Linked DNA regions of Rattus norvegicus: region 1 is linked to region 2. The links are chromatin contacts, called in public Hi-C maps. All regions are on one chromosome and are shown on one strand. The core of a region is the stretch at or near the end of the contact, and the rest is flanking DNA. Distances in the headings are between cores, read along the strand shown.

The links. Hi-C and Micro-C count contacts between places; a contact is called where the count stands out from the background.
Region 1: a contact with region 2 is called in a Hi-C map of mammary epithelial cells, with 1.7 times the contacts expected there. The contact joins two enhancer-like sites. A contact is called at or near these places in 2 of 12 Hi-C or Micro-C datasets (Schwann cells and mammary epithelial cells).

The regions. Positions count from the first base shown.
Region 1 is chr2:139,064,920-139,068,940 of GRCr8, forward strand. No RefSeq gene overlaps it. Among named protein-coding and RNA genes, the nearest start is that of Trnak-cuu5, 160 kb to the left of the region's middle. Within about 2 kb of position 2,517, at least 7 of the 93 cell types and tissues checked have an H3K27ac peak or open chromatin away from gene starts, as enhancers often do.
Region 2 is chr2:138,592,958-138,596,583 of GRCr8, forward strand. No RefSeq gene overlaps it. Among named protein-coding and RNA genes, the nearest start is that of Foxo1, 130 kb to the left of the region's middle. Within about 2 kb of position 1,949, at least 60 of the 93 cell types and tissues checked have an H3K27ac peak or open chromatin away from gene starts, as enhancers often do.

The sequences.
Region 1 (4,021 bases), core at 1,267-3,766, 470 kb after region 2:
TGGGCTCATTTCCACGTCACGAGTGAATGCTTCTGATAAAATATAATTTCTGATAGACAATGCCCTCACAATTGGCAAATACATACTTGGTTGACTATTTGACTTGTCTGTGCCAATGTTGACAATTCAAAGGAGACAACTATGCAAACCTTCATTTTGTAGGATGTGATCTCCACTGCAATAAAAATATTTTTTAAGTATCAGTTTGTATCCAAAATCTCACATTGAAAACTCCTATTGGTAATATGAAAACAAATGTTCGTACAAGTGAGTAGACATTTGTACATGCTTCTCCCAGTCCTCTCAAGAGGCACCATGGCCATGGTAGGCTGAAGGTAGAGCGTATCAGTGAGCCAGTGTACTCGATCGGGGTGACATTCCCCTCAGAGGCCCTGTTTGGCTATTTGGGTAGACATGGGCAAGCCTCCCCCAGATGCAAACATACAAGGACATGGTGCTGAGTACTGTCTGACTCTTCACGTTTCTGGTTAGTAGATGTTTCCCTGAATGCTCACTGTCCTCTCCAGCTGCAGAATTGGCTCCTGTCACTCAACACATTACAACAGTAGGATAGGTGTGAGCTTTGCACTTGCCCTCTATGACCACGAACTCGGAAGGTGCTGCAGGGAAATGGCGTGAGCTTAGGGACACCTTAGACTTAAAAAAGACTTCAAATAATCACGTATTTCACACAAGTACTTTCTAGACATTGTAAAATCTGCATATTATAAAACAACTAGTTACTGCTAAGTAGAAAAGAGCCCTCTACTTTCCACTCCAATCCCCACACCACCTCCAGAGTTACAAATGTCTCCAGCAACAGGAATAAACAAAGACAGAAGTAAACGCAAACACTCATACTCAGAGGAAAGGCACCAGGGTTGCCTTGGATAAAGCAAATAATTGCGTGTGTGTGTGTGTGTGTGTGTGTGTGTGTGTGTGTGTGTGTGTGTGTGTTTAAAAGGGTCATTGCAGAAAAAAATTATGTTTTCCCCAAAGGTATTTTTGAAAACACCCACTTATTTGAGAGCATTTTGTTATGATAGACTAGAATGGTTGAGATGTGTTCTGCTTTCCTGGAACAACCTGCAAACTAAAGAGAAAGGGATAAGCTGACCCAGTGGTATTTGGAGCCAGACAAATGTTACAAATGTTTTTCTCCCGATGTTTGGGTTTTTCAAAACCAAAAACATTCGCCTTTGCTCTTGAGTTTTAACAAGCCATTTGTATTTAGAGGGAAACTTATTCCACATGTGTTTAATATGCTTACACTCCAATCATTAGTGGGTTGGGTTATAGGTGACCAAGAACCCTGTATGTGTCTTGTGTGCCTCTTGTCTCACCACACAAGCTGGGGTTCTATCAAAGGGTCAGATTTGCCCACTGGCTTTGTAGCCTGAATTATAATTTCACAGACAAAATTCCCAAGCATTTAATTTAGTGGGTTAGTACCACAGGATTTCCAATTTCCAGAAAGGAAATAAGCTTATTAGTAAATTTACCACCAAGAAAAAAAAAATGTAAGGAACAAAGAAAGCGTCCTACGATACTTTATGTCTGGTCCACTATTGATTTTAAGTGGCAGTAGATGTGCTCTAACTACAAACCAGAAGACTCGGGTAGAGTCTAAATAGGACCTTGGGTTATCATAAATATCAGAAGAAAAGAAAGAAAACAAAATCCTACCCCCTGGCATGGTAATGGGTCCTACATCTGAAAGCCTTATTCCTATAGAGTCCTGTGGTATTTCTAAAATCACGATGTAAGGGAAACAGAATCTAGGCAGGTTGTCATCTCCACACCATGGTGTTTTCAGTTTTGGGAAGAAAGAACAGCCACTGAAGTAAGGCAGTCTGCAGACTTGTCAGAACTTCCCACTGACACCCGTAGTGGACAGAACACTAGGAACCCATGACCTTGACATCGAGACTCGGGGAGGTCTCATCTCGTATCTGAGTAGCCCTGTGTGGCTCTTTCTCCGAGTAAGACATGTCCAGTGACAACTCCAACAACAGCAACAGAGCACTCAAGCCCACTCCATGCCCAGTAACAACTCCGGCCACAACAGAGCATTCGAGTCAACTGTAACAGCTGCAGGTTTATACTTAGCTTGCCCTGAGTTCGAGCACATAGGCTTGTGCAGGAATCCCTTCTAATGAATGGCTACAACCCAGCAGGATGCCCATTCTCCCTTGTGAGCGTGTGTTGTGGGTGTGGACAAACTAGGCATAGAGACCTGACCTGGAGCAAGAGGGAGTAATGCCCAGATAAACTGAAACACATTTGTCAGGATCTGGATGCATTCTGGCCTTCCCACAGCTGCCTTTTCCTCATAGTTGGCAGTCGTGCCTGAGAAGTAGGTAACACACACACACACACACACACACACACACACACACACACACACACACCACTCTGTCGTCATTTCCTGACCACATCAGAAACCACACTTCAACTCACTGCTTCCTGATATAAAACGCCAACGTATGCGAAAGCAGCCCTCCGGCTCTGAACCGAAGTTGAGAGCAGCTCCGCCAGCTGCCCCAGGGGAAGCTGATGTGTGCACACCAGGCTGGGAACAGCCACTTTATGTGTGCCCAGCTTTCAAACTGATCCCGTGTGTGAGGGGACGCTAACACATGCTAAATGCCTCCTCCATCCAAGGCTTGACATGTTAACGAGGTCATTCAATCTACCAAAGGCCCTGACTGGCCTTTTGAAAACTGCCGTCGTCACTTCCCAAGGCACTTCATAATAAACACGTGAGTTAGTCCACAACTTTTCAATGATTAAGTGGCATTGTACCCAGTCAATACACCACAATTTCTTCAGTACGCCTCTATTGTGGACCAGGTGTGACTGTTTTCATTCTTCCATGCTGAAGATAATTGCCACAGCAAACTCCCTTTTTATGAGTTTTTTTCATCTGTATAATAATAGAATTTTGATACATGTCACATTATTTCCTCATAGATGAAATTAATTTCTACTCCCTGCCGAGATTACAAATTCTCTTACAGAAAAAACCCTATCATCTCCTTTTGGTGTGTAATTAAACCTCTGCTCCATCACCATGGATTACCAATCACATAAACCCTCTTAGAAGACTCCATTTTTATTAATTATGTGCATACATGTATGTCATTTTAGCTCTATGCATTTACATGTGCCTGTGTACAGATGTGTGCACATGTGTGCAGTTCCCAGGGAGTCGAGAAAGAGCACCAGATCCTTGGGAGCTGCAGTTACAGGAGGGTGCAACCCACATGATTTGAGTGCTGGGAACTAAACTAGGATCCCCTGCCACAGCAGCAAGGGCTCATAACTGTCTCTCTGGCCCCTGGAAATCTTACTCCGTGATCTTACATTGTCAGGAGTTCCTCTAGTTCACTGGTCCTTTTATGTGTTTGCTTCTTTTGGTGCTAGGGAATCGAACCCAGGACCCTGACTATGCTAAGCAGCTGCTCCACCACCGAACTGCCTCCCCAATCCACGTCTGTCTTTACAGTCACAAGAACTCAATTCTTAGATTTATCAATTGTGATTTTTTTTTAGCTTCAAATGTTCACTTGCTTTTTACTTGTTTGCTCAAATTCCCTTTTCAAAACCTTCTTTATGAAAATTTCTAATAACTGGGTATATATAACGTTTGCATTTTTCTTCTTTCCTTTTCGTGTGATAATGTAAGCACTTGGAGTTATGATTATGCCCCCGCGTACTGTTTTGATCACATCCTATAGAATTTGCTAGGTAATGTTTTCCTTCTCACACAGGGTATAAATGTGGATTGATTGTCATTTTGAGGAGATAATGAGCTGCGAGAATAATTTTAACGCTGAAGCAGAGGGAGGATTTCGTTTTCTTTTTAACTTTTATCACTAATTTCTGGTATCGCCTTAGGATGGCCTGGGAACTGGGCCTGCCCACCTCATTTGATCTCTCGGGAAGTTATTAGCTTAGAATATCAGTTTCCAAACCATCGTTATTGATTAACCCATGCAACGCTTAGATAAAAACCTAA
Region 2 (3,626 bases), core at 699-3,198:
CGAATCATGGACCCTTACGAAAGGACTTTTTGACTTTGACTTTTTGTTACTGGGTAACTTCAACCACTGTCAATCTGGAGGTGCTGATGCCTGCCAAAACGGAGCGAAGCCCTTGTATTGTTAACATGACATGCCCCAGCATCTGAGGACTGACCTAATTACTGCTGCAAACACCAGGCAGTAGTCCCTGGGTCACTAACAGTCTGTCTTAGCTTTGATAGTGCCAGCTGGTTGGTGACTTCATTAGCCATTCTCCAGAACCGAGTTTGTATAGCTCATGCTTGGCTCTTCCATCACCCTCCTTACGCCCACTACCACACGGGTTTTGTTTTCTGTTGTCACTGGTGCACGGTTTCACTTTCAGTTCCCTGCCTATCTGGTCTATAACTTGGGCCACCTTTTCCCTACCCTCGTACCACTGGCTCAGACACCATGCTCCAGCTTCTTCTCTTACTCAAGTCTTCTAGAAGATTCCAAACGCTGTCAGCCTCTGCAGTGTGGCCCGAGTTAAAGGACAGATGGAATCACGAATGCCCTTCTCTCCCTCAGAATTGTCCTCATCCTCATTTTCAGCATCTTGAAACTGGCTGTGATGTTCTCCCCCCCACCCCCAAGCCTCTCACCCTACAATCTAGCCATGGGTCTGTTGTTATTACTGTCCGTTTTGGCTTCTGTTTCCCCTATACCTGCCTTCTCTAGCTATGGAAATCCTACCCTTTGTTCAATAACAGACACATGAGCCACCTCTTCGGGAAGCCCTTTTGCATTCTCCTAAGACCAGTCATTTGCTTGGCCCTCTGCACCCTCAGCACACCTGTGGCATCTTCCGCCTGCTGTCTCTTATCGTTGGTCTGGCCACTCTGCTCACTGCCAGTTCACAGAGGGCAGGAGTGCTGCTCTCTGTCACTAGGGTCAACAGATTGGCTCTAACTTGTCTTAGACATGAGCTGATAGTGAAGCCTTGTAGCTTCAGTGTCCTCTGAGAGATAGCCTGCAGTCCTTGATTTACCACACCCCCACCCCTTCAGAGGGTGTTGAGGGTTTCCTTAGAAACTGCCACTTCAAAGCCACAGAGGGGAAAAAAAAATCTAGCTAAATCAGGCAACGTTGCTACCTTCTGAGGATGCTTTCCTGTCCTCCTGCGCCCGTGCATGGCCTCCAGTCAGATTTTGATACTTAACTATTGAACAAACCAGCATTCGCACACATAGTCACTGAGGAGAAGTGAGGGTGCTCAGAGAAGGTCCACAGAGAGCTGACCTCTGCCCCCAGGCCCTCTTTGGAGGTAGGACAGCCATCCTTACCGGGATAGTTCCTTCTCATAACTGCCCCAAGGGTATGTGGTAATTCCTCCGCCCGGAGGGTGTGTCTTTCTGCAACCGCCAGAAACACTTTGGATTCTCACTCTGGCCTCTAGAGTGACCTGGTGCTTACTTTCATATATATATATTTTTTAACAATGATGGGACTGGAACCCAGGGCTTACTGTTCTGCCACCCACTTACCTCAGCAGGCTACAGGCTTTCTTTTTTACTTTTAAATTTTCCAGGTGCCCTGGGTTGCTCTTCCTAGCGGGAGTCCTGCCCTAAATCCGAGGCATTTGCATTTTCTCAAGGACCCTTTGTGGCAGGTAGGTCCTTGCCTCTTGCAAATGACCTTGAATAACACTGCCCTCTGCACTCTTTCTGGCAACCGCAGGAAGAACGTCTTGCCTGCTGTGAGTCTGGGGCCTTTTAGAGCAAGGCAGGAAAAACAAACAGCCTGTCCTTATTCACCCATTACTGGTGACCAGTGGATTAGGCATTTAGGACTTGGATTTGCAGTTTGTGAATTGATTAAACAAGGAGACTCTACGGAGCAGCTCCCATGGGTCCTAGTCTTTCATGCCTCTTTTACAGAGGAAGAATCTGAATTATGACAAAGTTTGGCGCACTCAATTCCCAACCAGACTCCCCCTTCGGGCTCTTTATTCGCGCTGAATCACGGGCCTGACTGTCGCCCAGAGCAGAGAGGGCGTCTCCTGTGGCTGGCGGATTTTTACTGCTTCCTTTTCATACTTATTCACCTCTGTCTGATCTCAGTCCTTGCCTGGCCACTCCTGCATGCCCCACAAACACGGAAAACCGCTGCCCTTTTCTCAGCCATTAGCTAGCAGGAGAGAGGCGTGCTTCCCCACTGAGGGCTGCCGCCGTCATGGCGTGGGGGTGGGGGCGCTAAGAGGTAGCCTCCATTCACCAGGCCTGAGCCCACAGGCTCCCTCACCAGGCCTACATCTTCTGGGTCTGGTGAAAAGAGAAGGGGGTTGGGGGCACCCTCCTGGGAGGCCGATCCCGAGGCTTTCTCTGCCTTAGCGCCGTTGTCTAGGCTTGCCAAGTCCCACGAGTTGGCAAACTGGAGAAGTGCTTTCAAAGCCGGCCTTCGCCCTCCTTGGCAGATGCCTCAAAGCCGTCTTGCTTTGCTTTGCCTGTGCCTGGGAGTCTGTACAGGGCATTTGTTCACACGCCTCAGTGGGGGCATCCCTGGAAGCGGCTCACAGAGGCACAGTGGGAGCTCGGCTGGATGACCCTTGAGGCAGGACCACTTGGGTGGGCGTCAGGAACAGGGGCCAGGTGGCTTGAACACCAGAATGGGGAAGGGATGTGTTAGAAGCTTTCCCAGCTCCTCAGGAAAAGTGTTTAAGGACTGGGACGCATTGCCCAACAGTTACTTTTATAAGCTGTAGGCAGGGCACTGAAACTTTTTCTATTTCTGTTTTGTTTTAGTTATCCTGTTAAAATCATAATAAATACATCGGGACATAGAAATGAGTACTCCGGATCAGACAGAAGTGAAGATGGCCTTGGAATTTACTGGCCTCAAAACGTTTTTCTAAAGTTTCATTTCTGAATCTTCAGAGACAGTCATTCTCAAAGCTTTAAAATGAGGTCCTTTGAAAAAAGCCAGGCACCTTTAATCCCAGCACTCCCAGAGGCAGAGGCAGGGGTCTCTGTGAGTTCGGAGGCCGGCCCAGGTTACAGTGAGTTCCAGAAAACAGAGTTACATAGTGAGAATCCTGTCTTCATAGACAAACAGACAGACAGACAGACAGACAGACAGACAGACAGGCAGGCAAATAGATGGGCTTATGTGAACATGATTGGTACCAATCCAGACATCACAAGTAATGGCCCGACTAGGGCTGCCAATCAAGATATAATTATTTATTTTATGTCTATGTGTACACTGTAGCTGTCTTCAGACACACCAGAAGGGGGCGTCCGATTCCATTTCAGATGGTTGTGAGCTACCATGTGGTTGCTGAGAAATGAACTCAGGACCTCTGGAAGAACAGTCAGTGCTCTTAACCGCTGAGTCATTTCTCCAGCCCCTAGGGTTGCCAATAAAAATGCCAAATACCATTTCTGCTTCTAGAAACACAGCATTTGGGCTGGTATAGCATTACAACGACAGTCAGCCTTATAGGAGTGCAGTGACAGCCAGCCCCATGTTAACAGTGACAGAGAGCCAGCCCATTCCTTGCCTCTGGCAAAAAAAAAAAAATGTTTTATTAGTTCCAGTGAACTTCTGTTGAGATAAGTTAACAACAACAAAATTTAAGATTTTACCGATGGTCTTTTCTGTGCATT